4 separate regions of the Mus musculus genome follow, and all the other regions are linked to region 4. The links are chromatin contacts, called in public Hi-C and HiChIP or PLAC-seq maps. All regions are on one chromosome and are shown on one strand. Each heading gives the region's core, a stretch centred on a gene start, on an enhancer-like site or on the middle of the called end of the contact. The rest is flanking DNA. Distances are from core to core; before and after follow the strand shown.

Region 1 (6,588 bases), core at 243-2,742, 140 kb after region 4:
ACTAGGAGAAGACTGGCTCTCACGTGGTTAGTAGGAGGGTCTCATTGACCATCCTCATAGTAACCTACTTTCTTCAACAAGGCCACACCTCCTAATACAGCGCGCTCTGTGCTAAGCATATTCAAACTAACACACTTATTTTTCTGGTTATGTTGAGATAAAGTCTTGTTATGTTGACCAGGTTGGTCTTGAACTCTTGGGCTCAAGTCATTCTCCTGTCTCTCTGGAGTAGTGTGTACAGCTTTGTATGTACTTTTATTGTTGTTGTTGTCATCGAAACAATGTTTCATGCAACCTATACTGTCATCGAAACAATGTTTCATGCAACCTATACTGGCCTCAAATTCACTACATACAGGAGAGAATGAACTTGAGAGACTGTGGGGGCATGCCTAAGCACACTGGCTATTTATTCATTTAGACAGAGCCTCACTATGTTGTCCTGGGTAGCTCCAAATTGTAAACCTCCCTGTCTCAGTCTCGCACGTGCTGGGACTATTGATCACGTATACCTGGCTCTATATCTGCTTAAAATAACTTTTTATTGATTCTGCATAATTTCACATCATGCACCCCAATTCCACTCATCTTCCTGCCCCTTCGCATCTGCCTTCCACCACTTCAGCTTCCCTCAAAAGAAAACAAAAAATAAAAATAAAAACCATCTCGCCATGGAAGCTACAGTGTGTCCCACAGTGTACCCTTTCGTCCACACATTTTTACTTGCAAAGGTTCACTGCAGTGAGTCATTGGTCTGGTTCAAGGCCTCTGGCTTGTGCTATCCTCTCAATATTGGATCTTCATGGGGACTCCTCTAGGATATCCTGTTGTTATCCTGTGTCATGGTGATCCTAAAGCTTTGGTTCTATTGAATCAGCCTTTTGAGCATGCTCCAACAGTTCATAGATGAAGAAGATGTTGGGGTGGGACAACTCAGAGCCTTGGATCTGGGCCTGGGTAGAAGTTGCCAGCCAGCAATCCTGGGCCTGGGTTCCAGGGGCCAGCGCTCGATCCTGCTTTGCCCAGATGAGGAGTGGGGCCAGCTCCTGAATCCCACATTCAATCCTGCCTTTAATCCCACATTTCAGGAGGCAGAAGCAAGTGGATCTCTGAGTTCGAGGCTAGCCTGGTCTACAGAGCAAGTTCCAGGACCGGCTGGGCTACCCAGAGAAACTGTCTTGAAAAAAAACAAAAACAAAAACAAAAACAAAAAAAACAACCAAACAACCAATAAAGAAACAAACAAAAACGGTTTTAAGCAATACTCAGCATTATCTTCCTTAAAAAACAAAAAACTGTCTTTCAGCTAGCTATCAAGGCTAAAATTCCCCATCCCTCCCTCACCAGCGCTTGCACCATCTCCCCGAAGCTCTCGATCTTTCCCCACTTAGAGCTGCTCCTTATTTCAGACTCTTTCCAGGGCTGTATCTTACAGGGCAAAAGGACTTCCGGACGAGGGAGAGTGATACCAAGCCTGTGCAGAGAAGTTGTCCTCCTCTCTCCCATCCCTCCTCCCCTCCAAAGAGTCAAATGCTTCTCCGCATTTCCTCTCCCTCCCCCATGCATCTCCGCTCCACTTAGGAAGCTTTTGATGTTTGCAGACTCCGGTATGTTTGTGTTCCCAAACTCACAGGGTCAAACTCAACCTCATCGTGGCATTTCCCTAGAAGGCATAAAAAGGGGGGATGCGGAGGGGGGCGGGTTAGGATAGAGCGCTTAGGTTAGAGTTTAGTTAGACTCCTTAATGCTTGTAGAAATCTTTAGGAAGCCACAGAAAGGGTGTGTGCTTGTTCAGTGGCAGGAAGTGACAGTGATGTTTCACAGGCCCCGCCCTAGAATGTATTTGCCAGCATCCTGTGCTGCCAGCAGAGCCTTCTGTCTGGAGAGCTAGCATTCCTCCTTGCTCCAGCCAGTATGCTCCATTAGCCAATTTAATGGTAAAACACAAACTTAATTATGCATCTCTGTGTAAGCCCTGTAATGGCTTTCGGCTTTGCTGGGGTAGGAGTGGGGGAGGGCTGCCCTCAAGACCCCACAGAGACAGCATCTGCCCAGCTTCACAGTCATGGTTATTGTCCGGTTTGATCTCTGGATTCTCAGCTGTTGTAAGTTTCTCTCTGTGCCTCTGTATGGCCCTGGTCACCAGACTACCTCTCCATATCACCCTCTCAGGCTGCCCCACCCCCCACCCCCAGTGCCACAAACCCCATCCCTTGGCCTGAGAAATCCCTACCAATATTTTAGATTATTTTATCTCAGTTCAAATTCTTAAGGATGCTATGTCCCTACTACTTAGAACCAATTCCTGATATGTTCCCAGAAAGTCAAAGAGCCTACTTTTCAGAGCTTCTACGCCATATTGATTTAAATATATATAATCACCCAACTCACGTTTATCTCCCCCATCAAGATAAGCAGTCTAAAGAGAAAGTCTGTGTGTCCTGCTGAACATCCGACCCACCCACCCCCTCGTGCACGGGCTCTGTGGCTAGCCCCAGGCACATGTGAGTGTGCTGGTGACATTCAGTGGCAAGGGCACAGAACAATCCTCTGAGGTGTGTTAAGCTCTGTAGGCTCCCCACCCTGACCACTGGAAGGGGGGGGGGCTGTTTCTTGCCTATTTCATAATTTTTGAGACCTTTTTTTTTTTTTTTTTACTTTTAAGTTAAGAAGAGATCTTGTTGGGTTTGGTCATCTAGGCCCCCTAATTCCATCACTGAAGTTTAAGAACAGCTTCAGTTAACCTCACACCAAATATGGATGTTTAGGCTGGGCCAGGTAGCACAAACTCACTCCTACAATTCCTAGCATTCAGGAGGCTAATACAGGAGGTTGTGAATTTGGGGCAGCCTGAGTTACAGAAAAAAAAACCAAAAAAAACCAAAAAAACAAACATTGCTTAGCGAAATAAACCCAAACCATGGATCTTGAATGCATAGTGCTCAAGTGCTCTACCACTGAGCTAGATAGCCCTGGAACTGTTTGTTATTTATTTATGTGTGTGTGTATAAAATGCATGTGATGCATGTGTGTGTCTGCAGTGGGTGTGTATGTATGTGATGTATATTGTGTAAAATGTGTGTGTGTATATATAAAATGTGTGTATATCTGTGTGATTTCTGTGTATGTGTGTGTATATAGGTGTGTGTGATGAGTATTATATGTATATGTCTGTGTCATGCATGTGCATATGTGATGTGTATGTAAAATGTGTGTGTACAATATGTGTATGTGATTGTGAGGTGGGTGTGTATGTGTGTGGAACAATGTGCGCGTGATGTGGATGTGGTGGGTGTATATGTATGTGGTATGTGTGAGAGGCAACGTGTATGTGGTGGATATATATATCTGTGTGTGTGATGTGTGTGTGGTGTGTGATATGTATGTGATGTGTGTGTGTGTGTTGTAGTAGCATTGTGTGTATCATAGTAGCATACCTTTGCCATAGTGCACCAAACCATATCCCCAGTTGGTTTTTATTTTTTATTTAGATACAGGGTTGCCACAGTTTTCCCAGCCAGCTTTGAACTCAAGACCTCCCTGCATTAGCTGGGGTTACAGACCTAAATCAACTTTAAACAGTAGCTTCAAGTGTAAAAGAAGATAGAAGACTAGCAGTGACCCCTTATGCACCTGCCATCTAGCTCCAAGGGGAATAATTCACACACAGTCGTCTCTTTCTGTCCCTGCCTATGTTCCTTCTTCTACCCTGCCTTAAAGTGTGCCTTGGACATTGTATCATTGTATCATACATGTTCTCAAAATACAGTTTTTAAAGCCATGCTGCCCAGCATGTGGTCCTTGGACCTTCATCACCACAATCAACCTGGAAACTTGTGGGAAACAGTTTCAGGCCCAAAGAAGTCGTTCTGAATTAGAAATTCTGGGAGCAGGGCCCAGTAACCTGTTCTAACAAGTCCTCTAGGGTTTCTGACATAATCCAAAGCCCCAGAGCAACCTTGCCAAAAGATAACTGCAATTACCTGCCGCAAAACTGGCTCGTTCTTCCTTCCTTCCTTTCTCTTTCTTTCCTTCTCTTCCTTCCTTCCTTCCTTCCTTTCTTTCTTTCTTTCTTTCTTTCTTTCTTTATCTTTCTCTCCTTTTTTTCCTTTTCTTTTCTTTTCTTTTCTCTTCTTTTTTTTTTTTTTTTTGAGACAGGATATCAGGCAGGGCTCAAACCTATGAACTTCCTGCTTCAGCCTTCTAAAGGCCAGGATTGCAGATGGGTGACTCCCCACTGCTGGCTGTGAATTGCTTCCCACTTCTTTAAAGAGTCCCCCACTCCCCACTCCCTCCTTCTTCCTTGAAAATATAAGCACTGGGCCACTTTTAAACCTTTCATATTCCAAATTCTTCAGGGTATAACATCCCACAGCTTATAGCAAGTAACACGGCCAGCTTGGGGTACAGATGTGTTTTCTGGGTGTTTTGTTTGTTTGTTTGGTTTTTCAGGCAGAATTGGTAGATGCAATCCCAGTTTCTCATTCTGTAGAAGCTCCCTGTGAGACTTGGTTCTGGTGCGTGCACTGTAGCTCTCCAGCTGTTCCAGGCTCTGCCTGGGAACTTCCTCTTATCACGTGGGCTTCTTCTAACGTTCTTCCAGCATGCTATCTTTGGTAATTGGGAGCATAATGTAGGCAGGAGCCATTGACTTCCTCCACCCTGCCCTGGTCCCCCTGATGTTGCTTGACAGGGCTTTCAGAGCCCACTTCTTCTCAGCTTGTGGGAGGAGGTCACATAATCACTCCTTCTGTCTCCCTAGAGAGGCTGCTCCCAGAGCCCTGAAGTCAGGTCTTTGTGTAGAGACAGGTCTGAGGGTGTTGAGTGAGAGCCGCAGACACTGCTCCCTACCATCCTCTTACTGGAACTGCAGCCAAGCCATTGCCTGCCAGTCAATTCCAGAATCCAGTCAACTAGCACTTTTCAGAGAAAGCTACATAAAGAAAATGCAGTCAAACAGGTTTTAGGGTCTGGAAAGTCTCGAGCTTTAAATAAAAGGAAGAAACTCACAAATGGTATATCTAGTAAAGGCTGACAAAAATGCTTTCAGCAATCCTTTAAATAAAACCCCTTTATTCTTTCTCTCTACAGGCGCACACACGTATTTCAATCAATCAAACAAACAAATAAACAAATGTAGTGTGCCTGCTCAGTGGGTAAAGGTGTTACTGATGGTCCTGAAAGTTGTCCTCTGACTCCTACGGCAGGTGTGTGCCTCCAATAAACAAATAATAAGCGTAATCTAAAACCCTGTATATTATTTTACATATTCAGAAGATTTATAAGTTTCAAAGTATTTAATATGGTCAAATGATAGGCCTGCAATCTGAATGATTATTAGAACACTCAAATATTAGCAAAAAAAAAAAAAGATGCGAGATGAAGAAAGAAGGAAGGGAGGGAGTGAGGGAGGGAGAAAGAGAGCAGGGGAAGGAGGGGGGAAGAAGGCAGTGGGAGAGAATAAGTAAAAGAAAAACACACCATAAAGTAATCATTATTACTAAGGACAAAAGTGTAAGATGACGCCCAAGCCCAAGCGAGTGTCAGCCACAGGGCTCTGAAAGGGTATAAGGGCCACAGTGTTGGGAGGAACACAAAGGTGCTTGTTGCCTTTGTGAGCCTGACACACACACACACACCCTTCCCCCAGCCAGCTCACAGGCCTCCCTTGTTCCCTGAGAGGCCTAGCCTCCCGGTCCCAGTTTCATCCAGTTTCTAGCTTGGTGCTGAAGAGCACCAAAGCACTTCAGATTCCAGTGTGGGGGCTAACACCCCATCCCCACCCCACGTTGTGCGTCACTGGCTGGGCCTCCCAGGATCCTTCGCGATTGTTGCCAGGAGTAGGAAATTTGCTGTTAAATATTTTTGCCAGGCATGAAGTCCCTTACTACTTCCAGGTGTTACCTGTGAAGCCAGAGGCCTTCTCAGCGTTCTGCATATTCTTCTCTGACCTCCTTTTTGTGAAATGATGCTCTCTCTCCTCCTCCCTCCTGCCCTCCAGCTACACCAAATATGTTTGCTATTCAGGGACCATTTGTGATGAAGCCTTTTAAAACCTAGATGATTTTAACCAGCTTGGTAGGTTTCTTTCAGAGCTGAGCTTAGATGCTGCGGCTCAGACAAATCATCCGCTAATCCAGGGACTTTAGCCTTTCATTCATTGTTTGTTTGCAGCCAGCACACTCTTAGAATGTGCCATCATTATACGTGGCGTGCACTGTAATTCGGCAGAGGCCAAACTTTAATCTTGTACCTTTAAGAGTAACTTAAGGAGGCCTTTGGTAGCTGGAGGACGATCCCTTATTATAACTGTTGCAGCCACAGGACAAGCTGTGGAGGGAAAGGCTGGGGTGGACAGACAAGCCTTCATACACAGTGAAGTAGTAGGGGCAAGGGTCAGAGGACCCGGTCAAGGCAGCAGAGAAAGTGTCTGAAGTAGAGGACCGGCTGTCTTTTCCCCTCTCTCTGTTCTTCCTCCTCCTCTGTCTTCATTCATTCTCATTGGCTTCTCTTTCCACCGCTGTGGCCTCACTTCTTGTGTGAATATATATGACTATGGGGGTCTCTTTATTTTCAGGGTTCACTAGC
Region 2 (6,297 bases), core at 3,245-5,744, 240 kb before region 4:
TATTTTATTTAGCCCAATCTATCCAAAATATTATTGTTTCATGTAGTCAAAATAGAAGAAAATGATTAATGATGTGTTTCACTTTTTTTTTTATATGTATTACGTTTTCAGGTCCGTGTGTATTTTAGACTTCAGCCAACTGCATTTCAAGTGTTCTGGGACTATACATGACTTGTAGCTACTATGCTGGCTAGCATAGCCCTAGCCAGAGTCCTTTCTGTTATTTGATAGTCCTGTTGTTTGGTTTAGTGTGCTTGTGTTTTTATGAGACTGTGCTATGTTACATCTTGCTATGTAGACAACTCGGGCCTCAAACATGTGGCAATCTTTCTGCCTCTGCATCCAGAGTAATGGGATTACAGGCTTGTGCCACTCCTACCTAACCCCCACCCCACCCCACCCCCAGCTGTTCTTTCTGATAGTCTTTCATTCTATCTCAGCCTGCACTGAGCTAAGTCCTTTGAAAGACTAGGTTTTGGTGGGCAAGAGGGATGATGTTTTATTTTTATTTTTCCAGCACTGGGAATTGATCCCGAAGTACCCTCCCCATCCCCCCAACACTAAGTAAGTGCTGTACCACTGAGCTATGTTCTTAGCTCATTTAAAAAAAAAAAAAAACTATTTTGAGACAAGGCCTTGCCAAGCTGCAGAGCCTTATCTTGAACTCACCCCGTAGCTATCCTTCTCCCTCTGTCTTCCGAATGCTTGGGATATTAGGCCTGTACCATGAGGCCTAAGACTGAGAACATTTTGTAAAGGAATCTGGGTGCAGAGAAAGATGACAAGAAGGAGCCAGGAATACAGACTTGCAGCTGTAACCACAGAATCTTGGAAGTGGAGGCAGGAGAAAATCTTTCTCTAAGCCCTACTCCCCTCCTGGGTACCATTTCCTCTCCCTAAGGCACCTACTTATATCAATATTGGTGGATGACTTAGGGATCCTAAGGCTGGACCACTCGGCTGTTTCACTAAATGCCCTTGTCCCCTGCAGAGGGTCCTAAGCTTGCGGTCTAGCCTTGGCTATTATAATCACTCATCTTGGTTGTTAACTACATCTGGAATGAGCTAAAACTTCAGCTGCAGGGCATGATTGGGATGGAATTTTTTGACCTGGTGGTTTGAGTGGGGGAAAGACCCATCTTAAATACAGGCTACAACTCTTATGGATAGCCCACATATAGGATATGGAATAAGGAAGATCTTTCTCTTTTTGCCTGCTTCTTCTCAGTCTCACTGGCAAGTTAATCTATGCTGTTGGTGAGACATTCCTTCGCTTGTATTAGAACCCATGTCTTCAGATTCCAATATAGATGCCCAGTATCTCCTGGGACCCCAGCACCCATTTGGGATTGCTGAGACATCTAGCCTCAGTGACTAAGCTACTACCAGGTTCTCGGTCTTTCCATTGCAAGACAGTGTTGTTGACTACTCAGAGTACAACCAATAAGTCAGCATATAAATCATATTGTGTGTGTGTGTGAAAGAGAGAGAGAGGGGGAGGGGGAGGGGGGAGAGGGAGAGGGAGAGAGAGAGAGAGAGAAAGAGGGAGAGAGAGAGGGAGAGAGAGAGAGGGACAGAGAGAGGGACAGAGAGAGAGGGAGAGAGAGAGGGGGAGAGGGGGGGAGAGAGAGAGGGAGAGAGAGAGAGGGAGAGAGAGAGGGAGAGAGAGGGAGGGAGAGAGAGAGAGGGAGAGAGAGAGAGAGGGAGAGAGTTCTGTTCCTGTAGAGAGCCCTGACTAATACAGGCATTGTCATTGACACGGAGGCCAACAGGCTGACTTTCTTTCCCCAGGTACCCAGGAGATGGAGCATCTTGCTACCCTGAAACTTTCTTCTTCTCCCCAAGAGGAAAATCTTGAAAATTAAAAAAAAAAAATACTTTTAAAAAGAAAATCTTCTCTTAAAAAGAAAGTGTGACATTTCCTTTTTAATTTTCTCTCAGATACATTTCCCTGTCATTGTTTTGCTAATAATAGCTGCAAGCACACACATGGAGCTCAGTGGTAGAGGCGCGTTTGTAAAACTGCTGCACACTTCCATACAACTTCATCCTGCTCCTGTCGGCCGTCTCGGCGAGAGAATGGACATCTAATCAGCACAAGGGAGCATCTTACTAGTCTGGCCCATGAGCTATCACCTCCTTCCACACTCCTGAGACAGAGAGAAGGTTACCGGACTGCCCAGGACTGCCCAGGACACAGGGATTTCTGTATGATGCGGTAGCTTTATGACCCAAGTACAGTATTTATCTATATGGTAATATGGAAGTTATTCCTCAAAGTCTGTGACTTAAGATTGACACCTCGAGATGTTCGTAAAATTTCCTTTTTTTTTTTTTTAAGAAAAAGCTTACAAAATTGGGGGTTATGTAGTTTATAAAATAGAAGATTGGGGGTGGTAAACTTAATGATCCAAACTTAATAAGGAGTTAAGAATGGCAGCATTAGATTCCAGCAGGAAGTCGGGGGATGATGAGGCTGTGCTGCTGGAGAAGGAACTTGGGGTGGTTGGCTTGAGGGAGAACTTCCTGTTAACAGCACAGCCTCACTGGACACCCTCATGGAGAAGTTTCAGAGGCATGCCATCATTGTTGGAGGCGTACCTTCTAGGAATGTCCCATCTCCTATTTATGCTCCCGAGAATAAACCATAACACTTTCCCCAAACTCTTCTCTAGAGTCTGGCTTTCCCAGCTTGTATTAACTTTTTTTTTTTTTTTTTTTTTTTTTTTTTTGGACAAGGTTTCTCCGTGAAGCCTTGGCTGTCCTGGAACTCCTCCTTCTATAGACCAGGCTGGCCTTGAACTCAGAGATCTGCCTGCCTCTGCCTCCCAAGTGCTGGGATTAAAGGCGTGCGCCACCACCATCTGCCAAAAATCATGTATTATTTTAACAGTGGAAAAAATCAAGTCCACTACACAAGTGAAGACTTCTTCAGTTTCTTGATTAGCCCTTCGCAAGGCAATAGCATTCTGGGAAACGACAGCAAGGGAGGACGCCTTCAAGGTCTGAAGACTTCCTGTGAGCTAACCACATTACGTGTTTTCTTTGACTCAACTGGAACTTCATATTCCACCAAGAGTAGCAGCCTCGCTGCCATTCTAGATTCCCCACCACACCTCACTCAACAGCTGCCTGCACGTCTATGCCTAGGAGTTAACACCCAGTGCCCCAGGGAGCATCGCGAAAATCATCATCTTCATTGACACCCAATTCAACAGGCTGTGAAGAACCAAGTTCTCTTGGGAGCACCCAGCTATGAGTCACAGACTCATTGGCTTCCATGTGGAATCATTTTCTGCTGTAATTAATGTCTACCCGTTGTGCACATTCCTGAGACCGGAGGTGCCTAACGTTTGTGAGGGATTCATGTCTCATTTCACAATACTGTGAAATTACTTCACTTGTTACCAAGGCAGTCTTCCTGCAACCCAGCAGTTCTATTACAGCTGTCGTTGAAGACCACCTGAAATGTCTCAATAGTGCCGATCCCGCTGCCCTCTCCTAGTGTTTATTTCCAAATGGAAGGAATCCTTGTGATGTAATAGGGTGGTGAGAAGAGTTCCCTTTAGCGCTGGCAAGTTTTTCCATGTTATACATTTGAGTCTGTTATTTGTATCTGGATTCTATTTGTTAACATCACTGGGCTGTGTTTGCATAACTACATTGAATTATGAAAAGACTTCCATTTTGAATGGTGAATACATGTGCGCACATGTGTATACACAAATACCATCACTATCTTTACCATTAATCATCATCATCACCACCACTACCAATAAACAAGCACCCAGCTAGAAATACCTGTTAGGGGAAAGAAGTATTGCTACTGCTCCCACCACCACCATCATCATCACCACCACCACCACCATCACCACCACCACCACCACCACCACCACCACCACCACTTTGAGACCAAGACAGAAGCAGAGAGACAGACAGAGATGTACACACAGATAGAGAGAGCAACTCTTAAAAGTCTATCAGGACGCCTTTCTGGTTTCAATTTCCTCCTCTCCTTTTGAAATAAGATCCAATAGCTCCAGCCCTCCATCAAGAGTAAAGCAGCTAGGACTCGGCAGGAAGGAGCATGGCCGACCACCCAGGAATCGAGGTGTCTGATGCGGAAAGGAAAAGTTCAAGGAAAGTGTAAAGATGGTGTCAAGTGGATGCTAATAAGTTCCTGATTCTCAGGCTCCTATTTCTTTCCAATGAAGTTTCCTTTGCTTTGGCTTTGGGGTCATCACCCAGCCAGAAAGGGCTGGTCCCTGTTGTTTTCCCATGCGCATACCCAAACCTGTAGGTCGAAGACACCTAGCCCTTTCAAAACCAAGGTTTTCAAGTCCCAGTGCAAGGCCCCTGTTCTCTAACCACCTCAGGGTGCCTTTGGTCTTCTTTTCACACACATTTCTTACCGCCATCTGGTGTGTTCTGTGGCTTCCATTAAACTACTAAGTACCTGCTCACAAAGATCAGGCCATGTTCTGCTTAAGTATGTGCCACACCTTCCTCCTAGTGCCTGGGGCAGAGGAATTGCTGGACTTTCCCTATTTGCCTCTGTCCCTGTTGTTCTAACCGACTTCTCTTTTAGATTGCAAGATCTGTGACAACAGGACCTCAGTTTGTGACAGTTCAAGTGACTCCCTGCTTGACTGAGTCACTGATAGTTGGAGGAAGTAATCAGATATGGGGTGTGATTTCAGGGGTCTAGAAAACACCCTTCTACACCTACCTATAGAAATGTTTTTTATTTAAAAAGAGACACTTTAGTTCATGATCGATCCTTGTTTAAATGCAAATGCCCCCAGAGAGCAGTAAAGTGACAACTGTTCTGTGGCTTGGGGGAGATAGAGGGAGATAGATAGTGAGCCTAGGAGGAAGGAAATAATAATAATAATAATAATAGCAGCAGAGGGGGGAACTTTCAGTTATCCCCATTCACACCACAACCTTCTTTGTAAGGTAATGTGATGTAGATAGGAAGACTTCCTCTCTGTGACAAGACTATAAATAAGAAGTGGTGTGGGGACTACAGAGATGGCTCAGTGGTGAAGAGCAGTGTTCATTCTTCCAGAGGACCTTGGTTCGATTCCCAGCACCCACATGGCATTTGACAACCATGGATAACTTCATTTCCAGGGGATCTGATGCCCTTGTCTGGCTTCCCTGGGCACTAGGGATGTATGTGGTGCACAAACCACGAAGGCAAAACCCACACACATTAACGAAGAAGGAGGAGGAGGAGGAGAAGGAGAAGGAGAAGGAGAAGGAGAAGGAGAAGGAGAAGGAGAAGGAGAAGGAGAAGGAGAAGGAGAAGGAGAAGGAGAAGAAGAAGAAGAAGAAGAAGAAGAAGAAGAGAGGATTCATTAAGAGAACATTAACTGTGCCAAACAGTGCTCTGGACTCATAACCAGTGATAACCTTATTACTGGCCTCAGCTTCCTGGGACTAACCCTATCACCCTCCCCACTGTAGATGGAATATGGCAGTACAGATGTCCTCAATGTCGCTCAGACAGAAGGCAGCCAACTCAAGAGAAGAATAATTGACAATTAACTAATGAAACTCACTTTCCCTCATCCCTTTTCCTATTTGACCAGGATTTTCATTCTCCCTTGTGGAGAGACTCACCTTAACCAAGTAAAGAAATCTTAGATCTGGGGATCAGAGAGACACTGCAGAAGGAAGAAGCAAAATTCCAGCCACATGTGTGAGTTTCCCTACAGAGAACGGTCAAGAAGTGGCAGCAACATGCTGCTGTGAGCAACGCCTGAAAATCACCGAGGTGATCCAGGATTTTAAGATAACCAGCAAGTGTTCTACTGCTGGGGTTCTTAACCCTCGGGTCAGATCCCCTGGGGTCAAACAGCCCTTTCACAGGGAATCCTATCAGATATTTATTTACATTACAATTCACAACAGCAGTAAAATTATAGTTATGAAGTAGCAACAAAAACAATGTTATGGTTGGGAGGGTCACCACAACAAGAGGAACTGGATTAAAGGCTGGCATCTTTAGGAAGGTTGAGAACCACTGGTCTGTTGTAATACAGCCTCTCAGGTGCTTTCTCCCATACGATCGACTAGCCAGAGGTTGATCAAAGCAACCACTCCATCACTGTTCATACCCTTAGAGAGCATGGCCGTCTTGGTATGAGGTGCTGCTCTGTGTGTGCGTGTGCTGCTTGGTGTGTCTGTGAATAAGTCAAGGATGAGTTGAAAACGTTCATCCTGATGCTCTCTGGAAGACAGAGTCTATGACTGCGTACACTAGGAAACATGTGAAACAGTCTGGCTTTC
Region 3 (5,969 bases), core at 2,875-5,374, 190 kb before region 4:
GTTATTGAATATGTGTTCCATGCATGTGAACATATTTGAGTGTATGCATTAACATGTAGAAGCCACTGTCCGTATCAGGTATCTTCCATCTTATTTTTTTGAGACAGGATGTCTCACTGAACCTGACCGGCTAGGCTGACTGGCCAGCGAGTATAGAGCTTTGCCTGTCTCCAACCCTCATTCCACTCTCTCAGCACCGGAGCTTCAGACGGGCGCTGCCACGCTTGGCTGTTATGCAATGCCACGGAGCCGAACACAAGTCTCCCTGCTTGCTTAGTAAGTCCCTTGTCCACTGAGCCATCTCTGGAGCCCATTCCTCCTCTTAAGAAGGAAATCTTTCCTAATTATTTTGGAATCTGAGTCTTTTCTCTAAAAGACTTTAACTCTATAAAGGATCTTATAATCTCTAAGAATCTTGGCTTTCTTTCCTTACAAATCTCACAAATAAATTTTTCTTCCACATTGTTTGTTTGTTTGGTTGTTTTGTTCTTTCATTTCTTTTGGTTTTGTTGTTGGTTTGTTTGCTTTTTTTTTTTTTTCTGTGGCCACTCTATTTAATCAACCCATTTTGGGTTCTTATTTTATTGATAACATTACTAAAAGTTTTAGACATTCTTCTTATCTTGTAAATTTGAAGGATCATTATTTTTAGTCCTCTATCTTTATATAATTGTGATCTTCTCTATTAATACTTTATTGCCAATCAGATGTACTTGTGTCGTGTGTGACTGACAGCAGCTTATGCCCTCTGGGGATTGATCCTTCCGCTTCATCTCCTGGATGCTCCCCCACTGCTTTCCTTGCTGCTCTGTAAGCCTTTAGGATTAAGCCATAGTTTTTTTGGTTTTTGTTTTGTTTGTTTGGTTTTTTTTTTTTTTTTTGATGATTTTATGGGATTTTGTTTGTTTGTTTGTTTGGTTGGTTGGTTGGTTGGTTTTGGTGTTGGTTTGTTTGAGACAGGGTCTCTACATAACACTAGCTGTCCTGGAATTCACTAGTATGACCGGGCTTCTTCACACTCACAGAGATCCACCCACCTCTGCCTCTCAAGCGTAGGATTAATGGCAGGGGCCCACCACACCCTGCTGATCTGGGGAAACTTTAAGGCATGACTGAAGTGGTTTTCTCAAGAGATGACCACATTTGTTGTAGCAACTATAACTTGAAACCAAGTCACTTTTTTTTTTCTCTCTCTTCTTTTAGCTTGAGGGTTTTTGGTCCTCACAGAGAGTTGTAAATTTTGGGTCCAAAATCTCTTGTGTGGGTTTCTCTGTAGTTACACATGTTCAGGAGAAAAAGCCAACTTCTACTAGGCACTGTCGTCAAAATAAAAGAGTTTGCACACTACCTTTCTGTGAGTGGGGGTGTAGCTAGGTCATCTGTACCCCGATATTATTGCCCTTTTCCTCTTAAACTTCACCTCAGTTGGGATCTGGGCATGGTTTCTTGTCTCTTTTACTACGTGTGCCCCCCTGAACGTGAGTTCAGTGCCAGCCAGGGCCATGAAGGAAAGGCCAGGGGTCTACCCATGCCTTCACGAAGAAGACGGCATTCGGAACCCTTTTACCTTTCAAGATTCTATGTTCACGTTTTTGCTTCTGACCCTTTACACATTCCTATCAACTCAATGATAACACATTTAAAACCAACTTCTGGTATTGTATTCAGAATTTTCCATTGTTTTCATTGGAGGGTGGTTAGACTGTGTGATTTGCCATCCTGAAGAAAATAGGAGTCCTGTTTTTGTATTGTTTTGTATGTTTGCTGTATTTCATATTTAAAAGGACACTAACTTGAAAACAAAGAGTTCTGGAAGGCAACAGACCCCATGACCACAGCCTGGGGTGGTGGGATTACTGGTGAGTATTCCTAACCCCACTATTCCATGCTTTAGATAGAAAAACTTCCAAGTTGGTAACTATCTTAGGGTTTTACTGCTGTGAACCATGACCAAGGCAACTCTTACAAGGACAACATTTACTTGGAGCTGGTTTACAGATTCAAAGGTTCAGTCCATTATCATCAAGGTGGGAACATGGCAGCATCCAGGCAAGCATGGTGCAGGAAGAGTTAAGAGTTCTACATCTTCATCTGAAGGCCACTAGGAGAAGCCTTGCTTCCAGGCAGCTAGGATGAGGGTATTACAACCCGTGCCCACAGTGGCACTCTGCCTCCAAGGCCATACCTACTCCAACAAGGTCACACCTCCAAACAGTGTCACTCCCTGGACAAAGCATATTCAAATTACCACAGTAATCACAGTGAGTCATCCTGACTGCTTCTTAAATAGCAAGCAGCTCAGGGTGACTCAAGAAGCCTCCACTCACCCTTGGGCATCCACACTCGGTCCCACTCCCTCTCTTCTCATTCCCCTGCATAAACAACAGTTCCATTTCATTTGAGATGACAAGTCATTCTTATTTTAATGAAGTAAATGTTGAGAAGAAGGAACCATACCCCCCAAGGCAGCCCAGTAACATGGTCAACACTTTATATTCTTAAATACAGAAAACCCACCACACAACCTTAAAAGAGAGACTATGGTCTTACTTGGAACTTCATCTGGAAGAGACGGAGACATATTTCCCCTTCAACAAGCAATGCAGAGTCGGGCAGAGACTACAGCTCAGTAGTGGAGCACCTGTCCATCACACATCATGGCAGAGACATGAAAATTTGATCCCAAGCACCAGCAGCAGCAGCAGCAGCAGCAACAGCAAAGTAGTAGCAATATAACCCAGTGAGTGATGTTCCTAGTAGGAAAAAAAAATCTTAGAAAAAGGAAACTTTAGTATTTCTTCACTAAATGATATACAATTTTAAAAAACCTGTCTTTTGAATTTAAGTACATAAAAACAACTGGAGTCTTTTGTGAACGATTCAAGTTCATATAGTGTTGGGCAGAGCTGCTTAGTCTGCTGTGAGTGTGACCATTATGGCACCCAAGCCTATCAACAGCTCCCAGCAAACCCCAAAGGGAGAGCATTTTGGATATCCCCATAGGGATAGTATTCACCATTCATACTACTGGTGAACCCAACTGGTGAATATGCTCACTCCACACTCACAAACAAGAACCTCCAAGTGCTGACTATGCGACAGACAGACAGACAGACAGACAGACAAACACTGCACCTCACTGCAACTCTTCAGGTACTGCTCTGTCCTTCCTCACAGCCGCCTAATATTTCATGACACGAAATAATGTGTATCTGAATGGCTTCTCTACTCACAGGCTCTTATGTTCCTATCTAGTTCTTGTTAGACAATGCTACATATGCATATATATGCATGTATACATATGTGCATACATAGCTTTCTTTACACAATCAAATTCAGTATTCTGGTCAAACAGTGACCCGATGGTGGACTATCTCAGAGAAAATCGCCTCCCTCCTGTGTGTTTAACCTATGGTGTCATACAGTTTAACTGTGGGATGGGCACATAGTCCCACCCACTCCAGAGAAAGGTTCCTTTTTAAATTCCTACATTTTTATCTTATATTTTTATAACTTTATATTATCAACATCATTAATGATAATTATCATTGCTATTTTCTTACTCTTAACTATAGGGATAGCTTGTTATTAGAAAAAAATATAATCACAAAATCCCAAACTCGCAAAACAAACAAGGGAGCAATTATTTACATTACAAAATTATTATTTGCTTTACAAAATGGTACTGATTTAAATCAAGAGCACCTTGACAATATTTGAACTATAACTAGATTTGGAAAAAAAAATCAATTTACAACAGAATTTTCCAGAATATATACAATACATATAGGGGAATATCCAGTTGGGCATAGCTTTATGAGTCTGGGGAGGCCATTTAATTTGTCACTGGGTCTTTTTGAGAGGCAAATTGGACACAGCACAAGGAAACCGGTGAAGGATTAACACAGCTGCAATTATGTGATTTTTGTTCTCTAAAATTCTTGCCTTATGATTATTATTATCAAAGTCTGTGCTTCAAAAGCAGGAGGCATATCCATTTCTCGTCTTTGCTTTTCAGGCTTCCTCCCTCGTGCCAGCCAGCAGAGTGGCATATGGCATAACATGAATAGACAGCCTCCTACCAGCCTATCTGCAGAACCAACAGTACATATCGAACCAAACCACACCTCATGTGAAAGACGCACAATTATCCTTTCCTCTCCGGTGTAGGAGAGTGGGAGGAGGTGGGGATGGAGGAGGGAGACTGCTTGATTGTTGGCAAGAGAGCTGAACGGAATGGGAAGCCTCACCAGGAGGTGGGGGAGGTGGTCTTCTTATTCATTGGCTCTAATTCCCTTGCCAGACTCATGAAATGACAGTGCTGTAGGGCTTAGGGGGGAAAAAATGAGGCAACTCTGGGGCAGTGGGCGGTGGAGAATGTATTAATGACAGCCTGCCTAGCCGTTGAGTGGCAGATGAAGCATGCAGATACACTCTCCCAACACTTAGCCAGCCCCGGTCCTAACACAGACTTCAAATCTTTTCTTCCAATCACTCATCTTTTCTGAGTCCCCTTCCAAAATATGCAATATGTCATTTAAAAATACTTTAGGTCTCTCTCTCTCTCTCTCTCTCTCTCTCTCTCTCTCTCTCTCTCTCTCTCAGAGGTGTCCACCACAGGAGCGTGAGAGGCAAGCTTGGCATTTTCCCAGCGTGTTCCGGAATCCCAGCCTGTGCTCTGACCATAATTAGCACGCTGCCTTCAGAATGCGAGCCTTGGGGGGAACAAGACAGGGAGTAGGTCCTCTGGCACCTCCCTGTTTGCTGTCCTCCCTCAACACCCCTTAAGAGAAGAAGGCAGCCACTAGGCATATTCTGGGCACCCCTAGAGGTGCTGCAGCTGGGGGCTTCTGCTGGTTTGTCAAGTCCTGAGTTTACAGCTTTTGGGGTAGAAAAGGCTCGATCCATCTATTTTTTTTTTTTAAATGAGGTCAGTGGGAAATGAAAATAATTACGTGGGAAAAAGGAGGAGGAAACCTGGCTTGGGAAGACCTGGGTTTACTTCAGCTTCGTCACGTGACCTTGGGCAGGCCTCAGTCTCCCTCTGAGGCAGTTTTCTCAGCTCTTTCTACATCAGCGATGTAGAAAGCAAAGCAGACATGTGATGGCCTGAGAGGTAAAATTGTATATGGACTCTGAAGAGACAAAGCCAAGGAAACAACAACAGTGGTCTTTAGGCCCCAAAGTGAAAGTAAACCCGTGGAATGATTTGGAGGTCAGAGGAGAGAACACTCTTGCCTGCTGATGCTATTAGGTAGCAGATTATCCCAAAACGTAATGAAGGAAACCAAAACAACCATTTTGATATTTTAAAATGCTTTTGTGGGCAAGAATTCAGGAAGGACTTGGCTGCTGCGTAGTCACATGGGTCTTCACATAGATGGTGGTAGTTGTGGAGGAAGATTGCCACCACCTGAAGGTTCAAATGGGTCTTTGGGCCATCCAAGTTGGGCTCTGAAGGGGGGCCGGTGGGATTGTGGTGGCTGGAAGGGGTAACTGGGTGAGGACCAGTAGACGCTCCTAAATGATTCCCTCTGGTCAGGCTTCTTAGGCGCTGACCAAGCCTCCTCCAGAGCAAGCATCTCTCAGAGAACACAGAGGAACCAGCCTCCAGGTCACAGGGTGTCATAGGTGTCACATCTTAGTCCTCAGCATCCCATCTTGACTTGAGAGGATATCAGACAGTGTGTGTGGGGCCATGTTTTTTCTTAGTATCTCCGAGCTAAATGTCTTCATAATGTATATAATTTATTCAGCTTTCTGCGACAAGAGGCTCCCTGAATAGTGTGCCTTGCTGCGTACTTAGGAAGTAAGGGTGCTTAAAGAGTCAGTGCACTTTTCAAGTAAATTATAAGGCTCGACATTGGAGTTAACTTTAACCTCCACAGCTGTTTGATGTAAATAAAGTCAGCTGCATCTCTCCTCCGTGCAGGGAAAAGGTAAAAGAACTGGAAAATAAATAAATAAAT
Region 4 (6,314 bases), core at 2,465-4,964:
ACAGGGAACAAGCAAGGAGCTATTAGATTAAGCTTACAAAGGGAGTTTTAAAAGCTGGGTTAAGGAAATGGTTCCATGGGTAAAGTGCTTTTATACAAGTGTGAGGACCTGAGTTCAAATCCCTGCATCCATGTGAAACACCAGCTCCTGTACCATGTGCCTATAATCCTAAGGCAGAGAAGGTGGAGCCAGGACGATCCCCAGGGACAGCCAGCATCACAATGGCCAGTCAATCAGGCTCAATCAGTGAACTCGGGGTTCATCAAGAGACCCTGCCTCAAAAAATAATGTAGACAGTGACTGAAGAAGACAGATGGCATTCATCTCTGGCTTCCATATAGAGGTACACATGCATAGGAACACGTGTGTGCCTGCGCACTCAGAGGCACAGGCGCACGCACGCACGCAAAAGGTAAATAAAAATCCTAGCACGGGAGAGCCAAAAGCCAAAGGCAGGTGGATCTTTTATGAGTTCCAAGCCAACCTGGTTTACACAGTGAGTCTAGTTCAGCCAAAGCTACATACTGAGGCTGTTTCAGAGGAGAAAACAGAAAACCAAAACAACACATACATACCCTTCATAGTATCCAACACAAGAAACTTCTAAGCAAATATAACAAAATATATGCACACTCCCTGTGCTGAAAACTACAAGTGAAAAAAGAAATCACAGAACCAAAAAAAAAAAAGGAATCCAAATTTAACTCCAGTTGATGGGGACTTAAACCTCACTCTCTTAAAGTGACATTTTCCAATTTATTTCTCTTGCACTCCAACAAGGTCTTGTGATGTTAAGTATTTTATTCACATTTTTTGGAGCAAGTTGGAGCACTGAGCTCATGTGGAAATTAAATGGTAGGAAAAGGCTAAGAATCAGTCATACCTCTGGGGAAATGAAAATTAATGCTCATGCAAAACCCATATGTGAATTCTGTGGCAGCTCCATTCATAAACATCAAAAGCTGGACTCAGCCCAAATGTCCTTCAATGTAAACATACAAACTACGGCATATCCTTGACACGGACTGTTAGTCACCAATAATAGGAAACAAACTACTGATAACTCTTCACATCTTAAAGGCATCATGCTGAATGGAAGAGGCCATTTTTTAAGAGTTACAGATGGTATGACTCTCCAGATAATATTCTCAAGAAGACAAAACTCTAATTGGCATAATAATCAGTTAGCAAGGTTACGAACCTAGAGAGTCAAGGGTCAGCTGATACTGAAGGCAGTATCCTGATCATGATGAAGTTAGATGAAGCCCTGACCCACCAAAAAGCGAGATGTGTGCTAGTTTTATAGCGTTTGAATTTGAAAAGGAAGTTGTGCTGTGTCTGGGTGCTCTGTGTGTGCCAGCGCACATCCTGTGCACAGGCATGTGGAGGCCAGAGCTGGACGGCAGGCCTTCTCCTCTATCTATACTCTCCGCCTCATTACCTTGAGACACCACCTGTCTCTGGGTTGGAAACTTGCCTACTGACTAGGCTGGCTGACCTCTCGGAGCTGCCAGTCTGTTCCTACAAAGCTAGGGAGTAGGGTACACACAGCCATCCCTGGCTTTGGTGCTGGGGATCCGAACTCAGAACTTCCTGTGTGCTGAGCAAGGGCTGAAACCCAGTGAGACATTTCCTCAGTCCTGGAAAACAACTACAAATAAACTCAGTTCATTAGAAATAAAGTAAACAGTAAAGAAAAACTGAGTATCTGTATGTATCAATTATGTATGTATTATGCCTAACAGTTGAACCCTTTAGTTCAACTGTTGGTGCTGGTGGGGGTACAAAATGGATCTTCAAGCTGTTTCTTTTCTCTCTTTTTTGGGGGGGTGGGTGTTGTTGTTTTGTTTTTTTCCTTTGAGACAGTGTTTCTGTGTAGTCCTACCTATTCCAGAACTTGCTCTGTACACTAGGCTGGCCTCAGATTCAGAGATTCCCTAGCCTCTACCTCCTGAGTGCTGGGACTAAAGGCGGATGGGCCACTAGGGCCACTCTGTCTGTTTCTCACAAAGTTTAACCTACATCTCCAGGCTGATCCAGGCGTTCTCCTTGTAAAAGAGAAATGAACGCATTATATCTATAAGTCTCATCATTTATCTGTGACAGTCTTAAGACAGGGACTAATCCAAAGATCTATGAACAGGTGAGCAGGTAAGAAAACTATATATACTGCATTCCACACGATAGAACATTAGCAACAAGGTAAAAATTTTGATGCACATAAAGATGAACTTCAAAATAATGATCCTAAATACAGGACCCAGAAAGAAATCTATAAAGACATATATACAAATATTCACGTTTAAAACCTGTAGGAAACGAAGACCAATTTGTAGCATCAGAAACCCAGATCAGTGGATATCTGGGTACAGGCAGCAGAGGCAGCATATTTAAATGCTCAGTGGGCAAAAAAGTTCAAGGTAGTAAGTTTTAGAAAAGGGTTAAGTGGGTACTAGAGAGATGGCTCAGAGGTTAAGAGCACTTGCTGCTCTTATAGAAGACCCAGGTTCAAATCCCAGCACTCACATGGTGGCTAAACAACCATCAACTCCAGTTCCAACAGCTTTGACACCAGATACACAACTACACACCTGCAGGCAATACACACACAATTAATAAATCTTTTTTAAAGATAAGAAAAACATTTTTATAAATGTTTAACATAGTTAATATTGTGAGAAATTAATGAAACACAGTTGTTGGACCAGTCTTCAACCGTCCCAGTAGCGACAGACACTACTATTATCTCTTTCATGTAAGACCACCTAAGTGAGAAAAATGGACTTGTGCCTAAGCTGCCTCAGTCAGCGCTTAAACTCTGACCCAACTTCTTTCTCTGCGACTTTCTATACTGGAGCAATAGAGAAAAGTAAAAGACATTGTGTGGCCTGCTGCAAGGGGGACGGGGGAGGAGGGGGGCGGGGAGGTGGGGACAGAGAGAGTCAGAGACACACAGTCACAAACACACACACATACAAGGAACGCCCCCCCCCCCCCCCGGGGGGACGGGTCTAGGTGTAGCCCTGGCTGTCCTTGAACTCACTCTATAGACCAGGCCGACCTCGAACTCAGAGATCTATCCGCCTCTGCCTTCGGAGTGCTGGGATTAAAGCCTGGCTATAAAAGAACACCTCTTAACTAAACCGTTCCAGTTCTTGAAAACAGTTTTAGTTAGACACACATTTCTGAAATCGACCTGGACATTAGAACGGATCAGTGTATTCGGAAAGTTCTGGGTTGACAAGGACGGCGACAGACAGGGAGAGCGCGCCAGACACTGCGACACCAAGAACCGCAAACTCTGCGGACAACCCGGATCTGAAGACCAAGGCAAGGCACTGGCGCAAGGCCTTTCCCGATGCTCCCCAGAACCTCTGGCAGGACCGGGTCCAAACTTCGTCGCCCAAGGCAACCGCCAAGTCCTGGGACCCGGGACAGGGACCAGGGCACCCGAGGCCCGGCCCCCAAGTACGGCGGCCGCCACCCGCCCGGGACGCGCATCCATCGACCGGTATCCTCTCCTCGCTCTCACCTCTCCAGTTCTTGTACTCGGCGACGTAGTAGTATTTGTTCCCCAGATGGTCCGTGCCCACGTGCTCCCTCACCTCCCTGGACAAGGCGCTCCAAACAGAGCGCCACACACCGGACCACCAGCTCATGCCTGCGCCGAACTCAAGGTCTGAGGCTTCAACCCGCCACCGGAGGACACGCCCACGCTAAGCTCCGCCCACTGCCCGGCGTTTTCCGAGCCCCCCAGTAACGCCGCTCTCCGTTGGTCAGGCCACATCGCTGATTGGCCAATGAGAGCCCGTGTTGTTGCATCCCCCAGTTCCCCGGTCTGTCATGGCAGCGCCCAGGCCTCCAGCCGGTGTGTGGACCCGAGATGTTGAGCTTTTTGTCCGCTCGACAGTCGGGTTTGGAGGACCCTCTTCGCTTGCGTAGAGCGCAGTCCACACGGAGGTGAGTCACGCGCGTGTCTTTTCCTCTTCCGGTGCCAAGGGAGAGTCTGGAGCAGGGAGATCGGGTCGCAGGACCGACTGGGCTGAAGATGAAGTCGGCAGGAGCCGGAGGAGGAAGACCCACGTGTGCGTGTAGGGGAGAGTGTGAAGGAAAAACCCAGGTCACAGTAATTGTAGCTTGCTGTGTACATGAAGGATGTAGTTGGAAGTAACCAGGGAGCCGAGTTAGATAACTGTCACTCCAGGAGAGACCTGATGGCAGGCTCTCCAATGGCAGGACTGTGAACATCCTCACGGCCAGCTCACCCCACGGCCTTCCACTGGACCCTCACTGCCAACATGACTGCTTCTTATTTCTTTGGTGCGCTTTGGTTCTGTTGACCAATGCCTTTATTTTTGTAGAATTTCATGTGGGTTTATCTCTGAGGCACAGACGAACCTGCATGCTTTGACTGTGTTTGTAAACCGAGTAACAGGTGTACAGAAATCAATCGTACGGATTTCGAAAAGAAGGCATGTAAATAAGTCCCCAACCACGTGCTATTTATATAGTGGCTTGTAGATGAAATAGCTTTGGAGCTTTGAGCTTTATGGTGTTTCTTAGTAACTGAAATTTGAACAATGTTGACGGGGTCTAGTATTTAGTTAAATTACACTGAAATTATATATATATATTCACGCTTCAGTGAAGATTATTGTTTTGTTAAAGTAATGAGGTTATTCTTTAATTCTCATTTATTTTTGTAACTGAACTGGAAAGTCCTAATTTATTCAGAGAAGATGTCCTTCCCTGTCATCTGCTAGTGACAAAAGCATAGTAAACATTACATTTGGCGCTCTCAGGCAACATCTTTTAAAGGATGTTTACAACCTGGAGCTGTAATTCACATAAACTGGATATTGAACACGCTGAACATTGGTGACACAAGCCTGTGACCCCAGGTTCCTAGAAGCAGATGGAGGAAGATTTCTGGCCCAGCCTGGGCTACCGAAGCAAGTTCCAGGTCAAACTGAGCTGCATAATGACATATGCCACTCCACCGCACCCCTACAGAAAGAAAAATGAAATTTTCATGGTTGCGTAAAACATGCTGAGTGCTGACATGTTTTTAAGACCATCACCGTATCAAGAAGTTTAACACTTGCGCCCTAAAGCTTTGCTGCGCTTTGGTACCGCTAACCCTCCTCCGCTTCACTTCATTTTAACTGTGGCATTGATAATAGTTTGTATTTCTACAGTCTTAGACATCTAAGAGAATCTTTAAATTGTGCAATTCAAACTTTTATCCACTAGGTGTCATCAGCCAAGTTTATTGGAATTTTTAACTTTCCCTGAAAGCTTGTTTATCCATAGATAACTTTTTAAGGACTTAAAAGCTTTAAATCAGCAGTTTTCGACCTGTGTGTCTCTACCCTTTCACAGGGGTTACGTATATCCTACATATCAGATATTTATATTATGAATCATAACAGAAACACAGTTTCAGTTATGAAGCAGCAGCAAAAATAATTTTATGGTTGGGGTCACTACAATCCGAGGAACTGTGTTAATGGATCACAGCACTAGGGAGGCTTAAATGAAATTTAAAGTAGTGTTTCAGTTTAAAACTTGTTTAGAGGCCTACATTAATAAGTCTGAATATCTTTAGATGTAGTAAGAAGCTAAAGCCTTGCAGAATTTGTGGTAATCTTGGGGAAATAAGGAATTGATACTAAATGTTTTTCTTATCGTTGCTTTATCTTTTTTCCTTTTTCCTTTTTGAAGGGTCCTGGGGCTGGAGTTAAACAAAGACAGGGATGTGGAAAGAATCCATGGCAGTGGGGTTAACACCCTCGACATTGAGCCCGTTGAAGGAAGATAGTAAGTTACGGCTTCACGTTTCCTTCTAAGTGAGGTGCAGAAAAATCTTGCCTTTTCAGACTGATTACAAGAAAGCTCTTACAAATACTTTTTTTTTAAGTTGTAAATTGTAGCGTTTGTTGGAAAAGCATCTATTCATTTGAAATCGAAAATCAAATACGCAAAATGTTATCAGATCGATATTCCAAATGTGGCATTAATATGTTCATGTTAAATCAATAAGCCAGGGATTTATGTTGATGCCGAAGGCTTTTAAGTGTGGGATGCATTTAAGTGGTCTTCTAACCTCTAATTGTTACTTTCAGGGACGAATGGGAAGTGACATGTAAAAAGTAGAAGTGTGCTTGGCACTGGGCGTGAAGCAGACGATCACTGAGTTTCTCATTTACCAGCAGTGACCTTGTGCAGTTTACCTAACCTTTCAGATTTCAGTTTGTCTCAGCTGTTCTATAGGAATGATCCTGCTTAAGAATTGGAGAAACTGTAGTGAAAGC

Evidence for each region. Hi-C and Micro-C count contacts between places; a contact is called where the count stands out from the background. HiChIP or PLAC-seq counts read pairs in DNA pulled down with a chosen protein or histone mark.
Region 1: an H3K4me3 HiChIP or PLAC-seq map of embryonic stem cells shows a contact between it and region 4, with 7 times the contacts expected there. The contact joins the enhancer-like site here to the promoter of Ndufaf2 in region 4. A contact is called at or near these places in 5 of 39 promoter capture datasets (the HPC-7 cell line, HPC-7-derived erythroid cells, embryonic stem cells and 1 more), 1 of 15 datasets of contacts at CTCF or cohesin (large pre-B cells), 2 of 484 Hi-C or Micro-C datasets (the HPC-7 cell line and nephron progenitors), 7 of 115 datasets of contacts at active chromatin or transcription factors (CD8 T cells, the HPC-7 cell line, the SCID.adh cell line and 2 more) and 1 of 9 other capture datasets (liver).
Region 2: a contact with region 4 is called in an H3K4me3 HiChIP or PLAC-seq map of embryonic stem cells, with 11 read pairs. The contact joins the enhancer-like site here to the promoter of Ndufaf2 in region 4.
Region 3: a Hi-C map of cerebral cortex shows a contact between it and region 4, with 2.2 times the contacts expected there. The contact joins the enhancer-like site here to the promoter of Ndufaf2 in region 4. A contact is called at or near these places in 4 of 484 Hi-C or Micro-C datasets (cerebral cortex and embryonic stem cells), 1 of 115 datasets of contacts at active chromatin or transcription factors (embryonic stem cells) and 1 of 9 other capture datasets (pancreatic islet).

Annotation. Positions count from the first base shown.
Region 1 is chr13:108,295,954-108,302,541 of GRCm38.p6, forward strand. No RefSeq gene overlaps it. Among named protein-coding and RNA genes, the nearest start is that of Depdc1b, 17 kb to the right of the region's middle. Within about 2 kb of position 1,493, at least 227 of the 459 cell types and tissues checked have an H3K27ac peak or open chromatin away from gene starts, as enhancers often do. A contact at or near this core is called in CD8 T cells, the HPC-7 cell line, the SCID.adh cell line and 3 more, where this site is marked.
Region 2 is chr13:107,915,242-107,921,538 of GRCm38.p6, forward strand. No RefSeq gene overlaps it. Among named protein-coding and RNA genes, the nearest start is that of Gm41053, 5.0 kb to the right of the region's middle. Within about 2 kb of position 4,495, at least 24 of the 459 cell types and tissues checked have an H3K27ac peak or open chromatin away from gene starts, as enhancers often do. A contact at or near this core is called in embryonic stem cells, where this site is marked.
Region 3 is chr13:107,965,922-107,971,890 of GRCm38.p6, forward strand. No RefSeq gene overlaps it. Among named protein-coding and RNA genes, the nearest start is that of Gm41054, 13 kb to the right of the region's middle. Within about 2 kb of position 4,125, at least 37 of the 459 cell types and tissues checked have an H3K27ac peak or open chromatin away from gene starts, as enhancers often do. A contact at or near this core is called in cerebral cortex, where this site is marked.
Region 4 is chr13:108,154,911-108,161,224 of GRCm38.p6, forward strand. It overlaps Ndufaf2 (NADH:ubiquinone oxidoreductase complex assembly factor 2), which reads right to left and starts at 3,715. Exons shown (of 4, transcript NM_001127346.1): 1 at 3,533-3,715. The coding sequence starts at 3,659. Ercc8 (excision repaiross-complementing rodent repair deficiency, complementation group 8) reads left to right here and starts at 3,828. Exons shown (of 12, transcript NM_028042.4): 1 at 3,828-3,960; 2 at 5,725-5,820. The coding sequence starts at 3,884.